3 separate regions of the Pan troglodytes genome follow, and all the other regions are linked to region 1. A link is a contact called in public Hi-C and HiChIP or PLAC-seq data. All regions are on one chromosome and are shown on one strand. Each heading gives the region's core, a stretch centred on a gene start, on an enhancer-like site or on the middle of the called end of the contact. The rest is flanking DNA. Distances are from core to core; before and after follow the strand shown.

The links. Hi-C and Micro-C count contacts between places; a contact is called where the count stands out from the background. HiChIP or PLAC-seq counts read pairs in DNA pulled down with a chosen protein or histone mark.
Region 2: a Hi-C map of stem cell-derived neural progenitor cells shows a contact between it and region 1, with 7 times the contacts expected there. The contact joins the enhancer-like site here to the promoter of PDGFRA in region 1. A contact is called at or near these places in 1 of 7 Hi-C or Micro-C datasets (stem cell-derived neural progenitor cells) and 1 of 1 datasets of contacts at active chromatin or transcription factors (stem cell-derived excitatory neurons).
Region 3: a contact with region 1 is called in an H3K4me3 HiChIP or PLAC-seq map of stem cell-derived excitatory neurons, with 11 times the contacts expected there. The contact joins the promoter of SCFD2 here to the promoter of PDGFRA in region 1. A contact is called at or near these places in 1 of 7 Hi-C or Micro-C datasets (stem cell-derived neural progenitor cells) and 1 of 1 datasets of contacts at active chromatin or transcription factors (stem cell-derived excitatory neurons).

What each region holds. Positions count from the first base shown.
Region 1 is chr3:75,626,070-75,628,980 of NHGRI_mPanTro3-v2.0_pri, forward strand. PDGFRA (platelet derived growth factor receptor alpha) reads right to left here and starts at 1,493. Exons shown (of 23, transcript XM_024356152.3): 1 at 1,200-1,493.
Region 2 is chr3:76,561,092-76,564,002 of NHGRI_mPanTro3-v2.0_pri, forward strand. It overlaps SCFD2 (sec1 family domain containing 2), which reads left to right. Exons shown (of 9, transcript XM_001148032.6): 3 at 1,360-1,487. Among named protein-coding and RNA genes, the nearest start is that of SCFD2, 67 kb to the left of the region's middle. Within about 2 kb of position 1,435, at least 1 of the 24 cell types and tissues checked has an H3K27ac peak or open chromatin away from gene starts, as enhancers often do. A contact at or near this core is called in stem cell-derived neural progenitor cells, where this site is marked.
Region 3 is chr3:76,494,482-76,497,392 of NHGRI_mPanTro3-v2.0_pri, forward strand. SCFD2 (sec1 family domain containing 2) reads left to right here and starts at 1,516. Exons shown (of 9, transcript XM_001148032.6): 1 at 1,516-2,819. The coding sequence starts at 1,982.

The DNA.
Region 1 (2,911 bases), core at 243-2,742:
GGAGGGAGAATATGGCTTACCTCCCACCTTTCTGTCTTACCTGCAAACAAGTTTCCCCAGTTCCAAGTCGTCCCTAACTTCCTCACAAGAAGTTCGGCACCTTCCTGGAGACCTTTCCTCTCTTCCTGCCTGCGGCCAGAACTGAGCGAAAGTAGAGCCCCCGGGCAATGCAGAAATGATTCTACCGAGGAGGAGGCGCGGGAAGACGGGCGGGGGCGGGGGCCACGGCGCACAATGAGGGCCCCTTGGTGTGCGGTTCGAAATTCCTCAAATCCCAGTTGCTGGAATGCGAGGCGACGACGACTTCTTCACTCAGGGCCAAATGTGTTTGTCATTATTCCAGACCGCCCGCCCGCGCCGCCGCTGTCGCCCCCGCGCTAGGGCGTGCAACCCGAGCACACTGCCCGGCAGGCACCCGCTCTCCCTGGCACCTCACTGACCCAACAAACCGCTCCAGAGCGCCCCAAACCCTTGCCCACGCCCGCGCGCCTCTGCTTGTCCCGCAGCCGCCTCACCGCCGCGCCAAATCTGGCCCCGACTCTCACCCAGAGCAGCGCCGTCCAGTAATCACGCGCATTCGGCCGGCTCCCTGTGCTGTAGGCCAACACCGAGGTCCGGTCTCCAGCCGAGCCCTGCCCGCCTCCTGCGCCCCCCTCCACGCTCCCCTCTCCCCACCTCCCCTGGTCCCCCAGCCGCGCTCCACACCATGGGCTGCAGCGCTGTCCCGCCAAACCGCAGGCGAGGAATGAAAACACTCATTTAAAACCTGTCGCCTTCCAGGACCCACTGCCAAGAAGAGGGCAAACACCTCTGCCTCCACCCCCAGTTCCTTGGTGTTCGGCCCAGTATTCACGAACACCACCCCCACTCCCAAAAGAAACCTCAAAAATGTAAGCCTAAACAATTTCTTTGGGAGGCCATAGGGTTGTTAGAAAAACATTGTTTTTAAAAATAGGTCTGGAAAATGTGTGTTTAAAAAAAATACCTAGACTTTATAACTCTATGGTTATCTCCCACCCGTCCCCAAGTGAAGTTTATTCCGAAAAAAAAAAAAATTACTCTCTGGACACACAACTGGAATCCAGCTCCTTTTTTTTTTCTTGTCGCCCAAAGTTTGAAGTTACTTCGCTTTCTCCAGTCCCAGAGTCTGATCAGGGATTTCCCTTATAAACAAAAAATCATTTTTTCTTTTCCCTTACCTTCTCCTCCGATGTTATTCCGCAATGAATGTCCCACACATGGAGTAAAGAGCGTGCCCACGGCCTCCAATGATCTCTTGCAGTCTCCTCCTCTGTTTCTCTCCCTGTAGCTCCAACAGTAATGGGCTCAAAAACCGCGTTTTGTAATTGATTCAATGTTATAGTCCATCCTTCTAAAACTAATCATTTGCTCTAAGTAAATAGCTGTCAGGAAATAAGCCCCCCCCTCAACCTTGGTCTCTTCAAAATAAAAGTTTCTCTCAAACTCCCTGCGCTCCGAATCTCCCAGTGTCCAGATTGCGCCTTCGCTTTTTGCTCTTACGCAATCAGGGGGTCCAGTCCCAACCCCCAGACTTCGACAACAACTGGGGGGCGGGGAGAAGCAGACCAGATGGGATGGGGGGTGGTGGAAGGGGGAGGTGTTGGTGCTCTGCCGGGAAAGAGGTTTTGTGAAACTACAAACAGCCCATCATTTCCAGAATGAGTTTGCCTCCCCATTTTGGGGTTATTTTCTTAGACTGCTATAGTTTTGTATTCTCTTTGAAAAGAAGAAAAGGAACATACAAAATTGCATTTAATACCCAGAGAGAATATAAATCTAGAATCAAGAAATGTCCCTTCTACAAACTCGGCCCAACGAGAAATAGGGCCCTCGGGAGAAATCTCCAAGCGGTTGCGCCGTTTTGAACTAGGGGTCTTTTAGGGGAAGGGCTATATAGTTGCTAGTTATTTAATAGGATTAGGCAAACTGTTGAGTCCAATATGACAATGATGGGTTTTTGTTTTGTGTGGTGTGTGTGTGTGTGTGCGTGTGTGTGTGTGCAAGACTGGGTGGTCTGAAATACGGTACAAAGAAAAGAGGGTCTGTGTAGGTTTGGAACGTTCTCCGACAGAACGACCTTTACTCCCTTGAAGTCACTTATCTGGTCGTGCCTTTGTTTTCGGGGTTATCTGGGCGAGGTTGCCCTGGCTTCTATCTCGCATACAAAAAAAGCTCAAGCTTGGGCGTTTGAGGAATCGTACCACCGCCTCCGCGTCGTGGGGGAGGATGCCTTTTGATTCTCCCTCCGTTCCCTCCCGCCGCGTGGGTCGAACCCTACGAATGCCTTGGAATTGACAGCTGAGCCCCAAACCCTGCGCCCAAGGCGAGAGGCCAGTGTCGGGAGGAAACGATCCTGCCGGCGAGGGAAAGGGGGCGCTGATGCTCCAGGAACCAGACCTGGGCAGAGTGGGGCTTCCCAGCGACAGCGGGGGAGGGGAGCGCGTTCACCTTCATCGCTCTCTGATTTTTGAATTCTCCTGTTGGGGTTGGGGGTCGTCTTTCATCCTTCTCCCTCAACCCCACCCCAACACAGGTACTCTGAAAATGGCCAAAGTGGCCAGGTTGGGACTGGCATGTCCAACAGCCGTCTCCTCCTTCACCAGGAGGGTGGACACAGTGCAGTGGACAGGGGAGAGTCACAGAGAAGTACTCCAACGGGCGCGGTGCTGTCCCTAACCAGGACAGGATCTTGGGGTGTCAGCCTCGAAAACAGGGCGCCTGGGGCTGCGCTGGGGGTCCCATTGCCCCAGCTCTTCTACGCGACCCGCTCTCGTGCATCTTCAGCTTGGGTGACTGCACCGCTCGCTATTACTTCCACATGTTCCTTCAGGAAATCATTGAAGGCAAATATATGAACAGCCCCTTGTTCGGAATGCTAACAGGATACCGT
Region 2 (2,911 bases), core at 185-2,684, 930 kb after region 1:
GCTAGGATTATGCTTGCATAAACACCTATGCAAGCATTGACCATGGCTTTTATTACCACACTTTTTTAGTAATTTATTTGCTTTTGTATCTGCCTTGTCTTCTAAACTATGCCATTCAAAGCTTTTTAAAAATCTATATCCCAACCAAATACAGGGCTTGGCATGTAGTTTACCTGCTTACTTAAATTAAACTTAAGAATATTAGATGCAGAGTTATAGTGGTGACAGATTTGATCAGATTAAAACAAGTGGAGTATGTTGAGCAGTAATATTAGTTCATTATGGAAAGATACATGATAATAAAAACTATTCAATGAAAGATTATAATGTGTCAGACATTAAACTCAGTGTAAAAATATATCATTCTATTATTCAATATCCAATTCAAATTTGGAAGATATGTCTTATTAGGTATAACTTTAAAACTAAATTAAAATCTTAATAGATGTAACTTTAAAACTAAATTAAAAATGTATTTATTTTTGAACTATTACTAAGTGAATAGTAGGAGAGTGAGTAGGGCTTTAATTGGAGGAAAAAGTCTTTAGAAAGGGACAGAAGTCATCCTTGTTTCTTTGTATTCAGTTTTTAAAACGTTACTACAAATGTGTATACTTGGCTACATGGCAGAGATCTTCCGGAAAGAACACTGCCCTCATTTATAATTTGGACATAGCATGTTGGGTGAGACAGAGGGCTATTGGAGAAGTGAGCCCAGATGAGACCTTGCATATAATGCAGTGCTTCGTGCTGTTATCAACGGTTAATTGTAAAGGTTTTAGTAAGTACCATCCTTCCAACCTAAGGCCCAAAGTGGGATACTTCAGGCCATGGCTACTTAGCATAATTCCTGATTTTCATTTAGTAGGAAGCCTACTAATTAGGAAGTCTGTTGAGTAATTTTTGAATGAAATGCTCATTGCTGATTGCTTTGTTTCTTGGACAAGTATTTAATCTCGAATTGATATAGTGCTTATAATCACTGATAAATCATTTTGAGACTTGCATTTAATTTTGGCTTATATAACATTTATATTACTCTAGTGATGTTGAGTTGAATTCTGAAAGATTTAAGTGCAAAATCTTTGAAAAAATTTATCACATAGTTTTCCCACACTTCTCATCACACAATACAGCTTTTCTTCCCTTTTTTCACTTGATTTTATTGTTTCCTTAATTTCTCAATATTTTCTGCCAATTATGTGAATTAGACATTCTTTAATCCTAATACTTAGAGTTTATCAGTAGGAAAGACTACCTTAATGCTCAAAAATATATTTTAAAAAGTATTTTGCTTTCAACCCTTTCCAGTATCCAGTAGAAATTTATTCTAAAGCTCTTCTTGTGATTTTCCTGCAGTGACACCACAGCCAAAGCCCTATGGGAAGCTTTACTGAACACTAAGCACAAAGAGGCAGTGATGGAAGTTCGGAGACATCTAGTGGAAGCAGCAAGCAGAGAAAACCTGCCAATCAAGATGAGTATGGGTAAGCCTAAACCTAGGACACAGGCAGCCTCTGAGGAAGCTTATTTAAACCTGTTCTGAATTGTGGGCCAACCTAGCCAACATGGAATCTAGGCCAAAGTAGTAACGACTTTTGTATACTGTTGAAAGAATAGGGAAGGAATATGTGCACACTGCCCTTGGGCTCAGCAATGACCACTTTTCTTAGATTCAGCTTTGGGAACTCTCTAGGAGAGTTTTTGCTTACAAAGAATAATTATTTTAGTTTCTTATTGATCTATTTTACAACTGTCAAAATTGGTCTGGACTACCTCTCCTTAATTCTATTCTACCCCTACTCCCTTTTTCCCCCCATTCTTCCCCTATTCCCCCACTTATGGTGGGTAAAAGTTCTCTTATTACTTTCGAATTAGTGACTGAAATGGTACTGAGAAAACAATTGAGCAGTCAGACATGGTCTGGCCTAGTCCCTCACCCTTAGAGTCCTAATTGTCAAGTCACATCAGTGTTATTTCTTCTTCACCAGGAATTACATACCTAATTTTTCTATTTCTCGTTTTTTTTCACATCCAGCTTTGTCTTTGGTATTAGATGAATATGATTGCAATGGAATTTAAGTTTTAAATGGCTTTTTTTCTTTTGATCAAAAAGTCAGAGAACCACAGAACTAATGCGTTGATTTTAGAAAAAAAATTCGGCTTTTAATTTTTTTGTTTTAAAAATTATTAAATAATTTTATTGATACAGAAATATTTAAATATGGATATTGAATCTGGTTAATAGGTAGAATTTGTTTCTGGAAGTTTGCAAAATTTTATTTTTCTCTTTTAAAAATAAGGTTTCTCTCTTATAATCTGTTCTTAGGTATTCAGTAAATATTAGTACATTTTACTGGATAGGAAAATTTTTCTTTGCTGAGATTCATAGGCCAAGTTCTTGATTACACATGGGGGCAAAAATCAAACTAAGTTGAAATAGAACAAAATTTGAAAGTAGCAGAATATGGATGAATCTAGGAAGAAAAATGTTACAGGGTTATAACATGAAAAGAAGATGACTTTTAGTGTATTAGGTAACTATATTTGAGGGCTGCAAGGAACATAATGATGATAAGAAAAGTGAAATAACTAACCATTATTGAGAACTTACAGTATGCTAGGTCTTTGGACTGTTTATATGTGTTATCTTATTTCATTCTTAAGAGTAATTCTATGAAACAGATACTATTAGTATCCCATTTTGCAGGTAGGGAAACTGAAACAGAAAAATAAGTTGCCCAAGGCCATATATCTGATACGTGGTAGGACTGGAATTCAAATCCAAGAATTTTGATGCCACGTAATATGCACTTTATTTATAAAATCATCCTAATTTATACAGCCAATGCCAGAAGTGGTTTTGAAGGGTGAGAGCTCTTTTACTCGTTTTGAATTAATAAATGGACTA
Region 3 (2,911 bases), core at 266-2,765, 870 kb after region 1:
TAAGAATCCTCCTCCCCATCCTGTCCACCTGGTGAACACCTGGGTTTCTTTGAAGGCAAGTCAAAACTCATGCCCTATATGAAGCTTTTTCTGACTACTTCCTTTTTCTCTTAGAATTTATTTTTCCTCCTTCTTGACTCCTATACAAAAAATTTTAAAAAGTATTTGCTTCTGTAACATTTTACTGCACTTGTTTTACATGTGTGGGTCCCTTTATTTCATCATAATTATTTTGAAATCAGGGCTGTGGTTTAGTTTTCTTTATATCCTTAAAACCCAGACAGTGTTTGGAATACTGTACATATTTATTAAAAATTGGCTGGATATATTATGTGGAATTTTTTTTTTTTTGAGACAGAGTCTCACTCTGTCACCCAGGCTGGAGTGCAGTGGTGCGATCTTGGCTCACTGCAACCTCTGCCTCCCGGGTTCAAGTGATTCTCCTGCCTCAACCTCCCGAGTAGCTGGGATTACAGGTACCTGCCACCATGTCCAGCTAATTTTTGTACTTTTAGTAGAGACGGAGCTTCACCATGTTGGCCAAGCTGGTCTTGAGCCCCTGACCTCAGGTGATCTGCCCACCTCGGCCTCCCAAAGTGTTGGGATTACAGGCATGAGCCACCGCGCCTGGCCATGGATATTAATTGAACATTCATTCAATGAACTTTTATTGAACACCTGTTATAAGTGTTGGGGATACCAAGCATCTAGTGCATAATTTAGCAAAACAGATAGTTTAAAGAAAATAGTGTTAATACTTACCCATGATATGACAAGTACTTAGCGAATGTATCAATTGAGTGGTTTGATAGATGGGGGAAGTGAGAGGTGATAGGGTGATAGTGGTGGTGAGTTAGAAAAAGTCTCTCACAGGCAGTACTGTTGGAATGATTATTTTCGGTAAGTTTACCAGGTAAATTCTTTGTGGATTAGGTAATGAATTTTATTAACCATTGCATCTTTGAAGCTTAGCACAGAGATTATACTTAGTAATGTAAGTACATTGGTGGAACAAACAGAACCCATAAAACATTTTGGGTTCAGCCTATTGACTTCATTGTATCGGTACAATTTTTCTCCAGGTTGGGAATAGCTGGAGAGAAATTGAGAAATCAAGAAGGATGTTGATGCTTTTTAAAGAGTGTGGATGTATCCTATAGGCAACTGGGCTAGGAGAAGCTTTTAAGCAGGAAAGTTGTAGGACCAACTTTGTTTATTAGGAAGAAAATAGAATTGGAGGGGAAAGAGATCAAAAGTCAGAAAATGTTGGGAGATCATTGCCTGGGTGAGCGATGATGTTGGGTTTTTGTGACAGCAAAAATGGAGAGGAAGGGCTGAATTCTCAGAGTTTTTAAGCCTATAAGATGTAGTGACGATGAGATGAGGGAGGAAAGATGGAGAAAGTGAAAATGAGAACAACAGCGTTTGTTATGAGGCTTGTGGGCAATAACGTATGTGACAGCAATCTATAAACTCAAAATATTGCACACGGTTGTTTTTATTATCTTTTTCTAGTTGCTCTGAGTTTAGATTGAGAAGGTGGCTGTACTTTTGGAGACGTGTTCATATCTAAGGAAGATATCAAATTTCGGATTAGGTTTTTATTTCGGAGACTTTTCAAGGAACATGAGAAGATTATCTGAGAAGATTATCTGCGCAGACAGGCCGAGCGACGGAAAGAACTCAGTTCAGCTCCATCTCAGGAAACACCTGATCTCCACGAGCTTTTGAGGAAGCCCGGAGCCACAGAGCCCCACCCACTTCTTTCCAGACCGCGCCATCCTTCCTCACTCCCGGCCTCCTCTCTAGCCAATCACCGCTCAGTTTAACGTCATCACCGAGCGCCATCAGGGAGCGTGTCAGAGGCCGACCACGTGTACTGTGGAGACTGTCAAAGTCTCCCGGAGCCCAATTTCCGGAAGCGGTGAGTTCTGAAAGAAGTTCCTGCACCGTAGTTTCCCAAGTCTGCGAATCCCCAACCATGAGCGCCTCGGGCGTACTGTCCTTTACCCAGCAAGGATGGGAGCAGGTGCTGGCCAAAGTGAAACGAGCTGTGGTTTACCTGGACGCCGCTTGCGCCGAGAGCCTGCACTGGGGCTGCGGATCCACCCGTCTCCTGGAGGCGGTGGGGGGTCCTGACTGTCACCTGCGAGAGTTCGAGCCCGACGCAATTGGTGGTGGAGCCAAGCAGCCCAAGGCGGTGTTTGTGCTGAGCTGCCTGCTGAAAGGCCGGACCGTGGAGATCCTACGGGACATCATCTGCCGCAGTCACTTCCAGTATTGTGTGGTGGTCACAACCGTGAGCCACGCTGTCCACCTCACAGCTAATCATGTCCCAGCGGCGGCAGCGGCCGAGATGGAGGGGCAGCAGCTGGTGTTCGAGCAGCTGGAGGAGAAGCTGTGTGAATGGATGGGCAACATGAACTACACGGCCGAGGTGTTCCATGTCCCGTTGTTGCTTGCCCCTGTTGCTCCCCACTTTGCCTTGACTCCAGCTTTTGCATCCCTTTTCCCACTGCTACCCCAGGATGTGCACCTCCTTAATAGCGCCCGACCGGACAAGAGGAAGCTGGGAAGCCTGGGTGATGTGGACTCCACTGCGCTAACCCCAGAGCTGCTGCTGCAGATCAGATGCCTAGTGTCAGGCCTCAGTTCTCTGTGTGAACATTTAGGAGTACGGGAGGAGTGTTTTGCTGTAGGTTCCTTAAGTCGGGTCATCGCTGCGGATCTGGCCAATTATGCCCCTGCAAAGAACAGGAAGAAGACTGCTGCAGGCAGGGCATCAGTGGTTTTTGTGGACAGAACCCTGGATCTCACAGGTAAGTGCATTGCTCTGGAGTTCTTCATTACCATTCCCCACATTGCTGGGACTTTCATTGATTCAGCATATATTTTATTGACCTTTTATTAT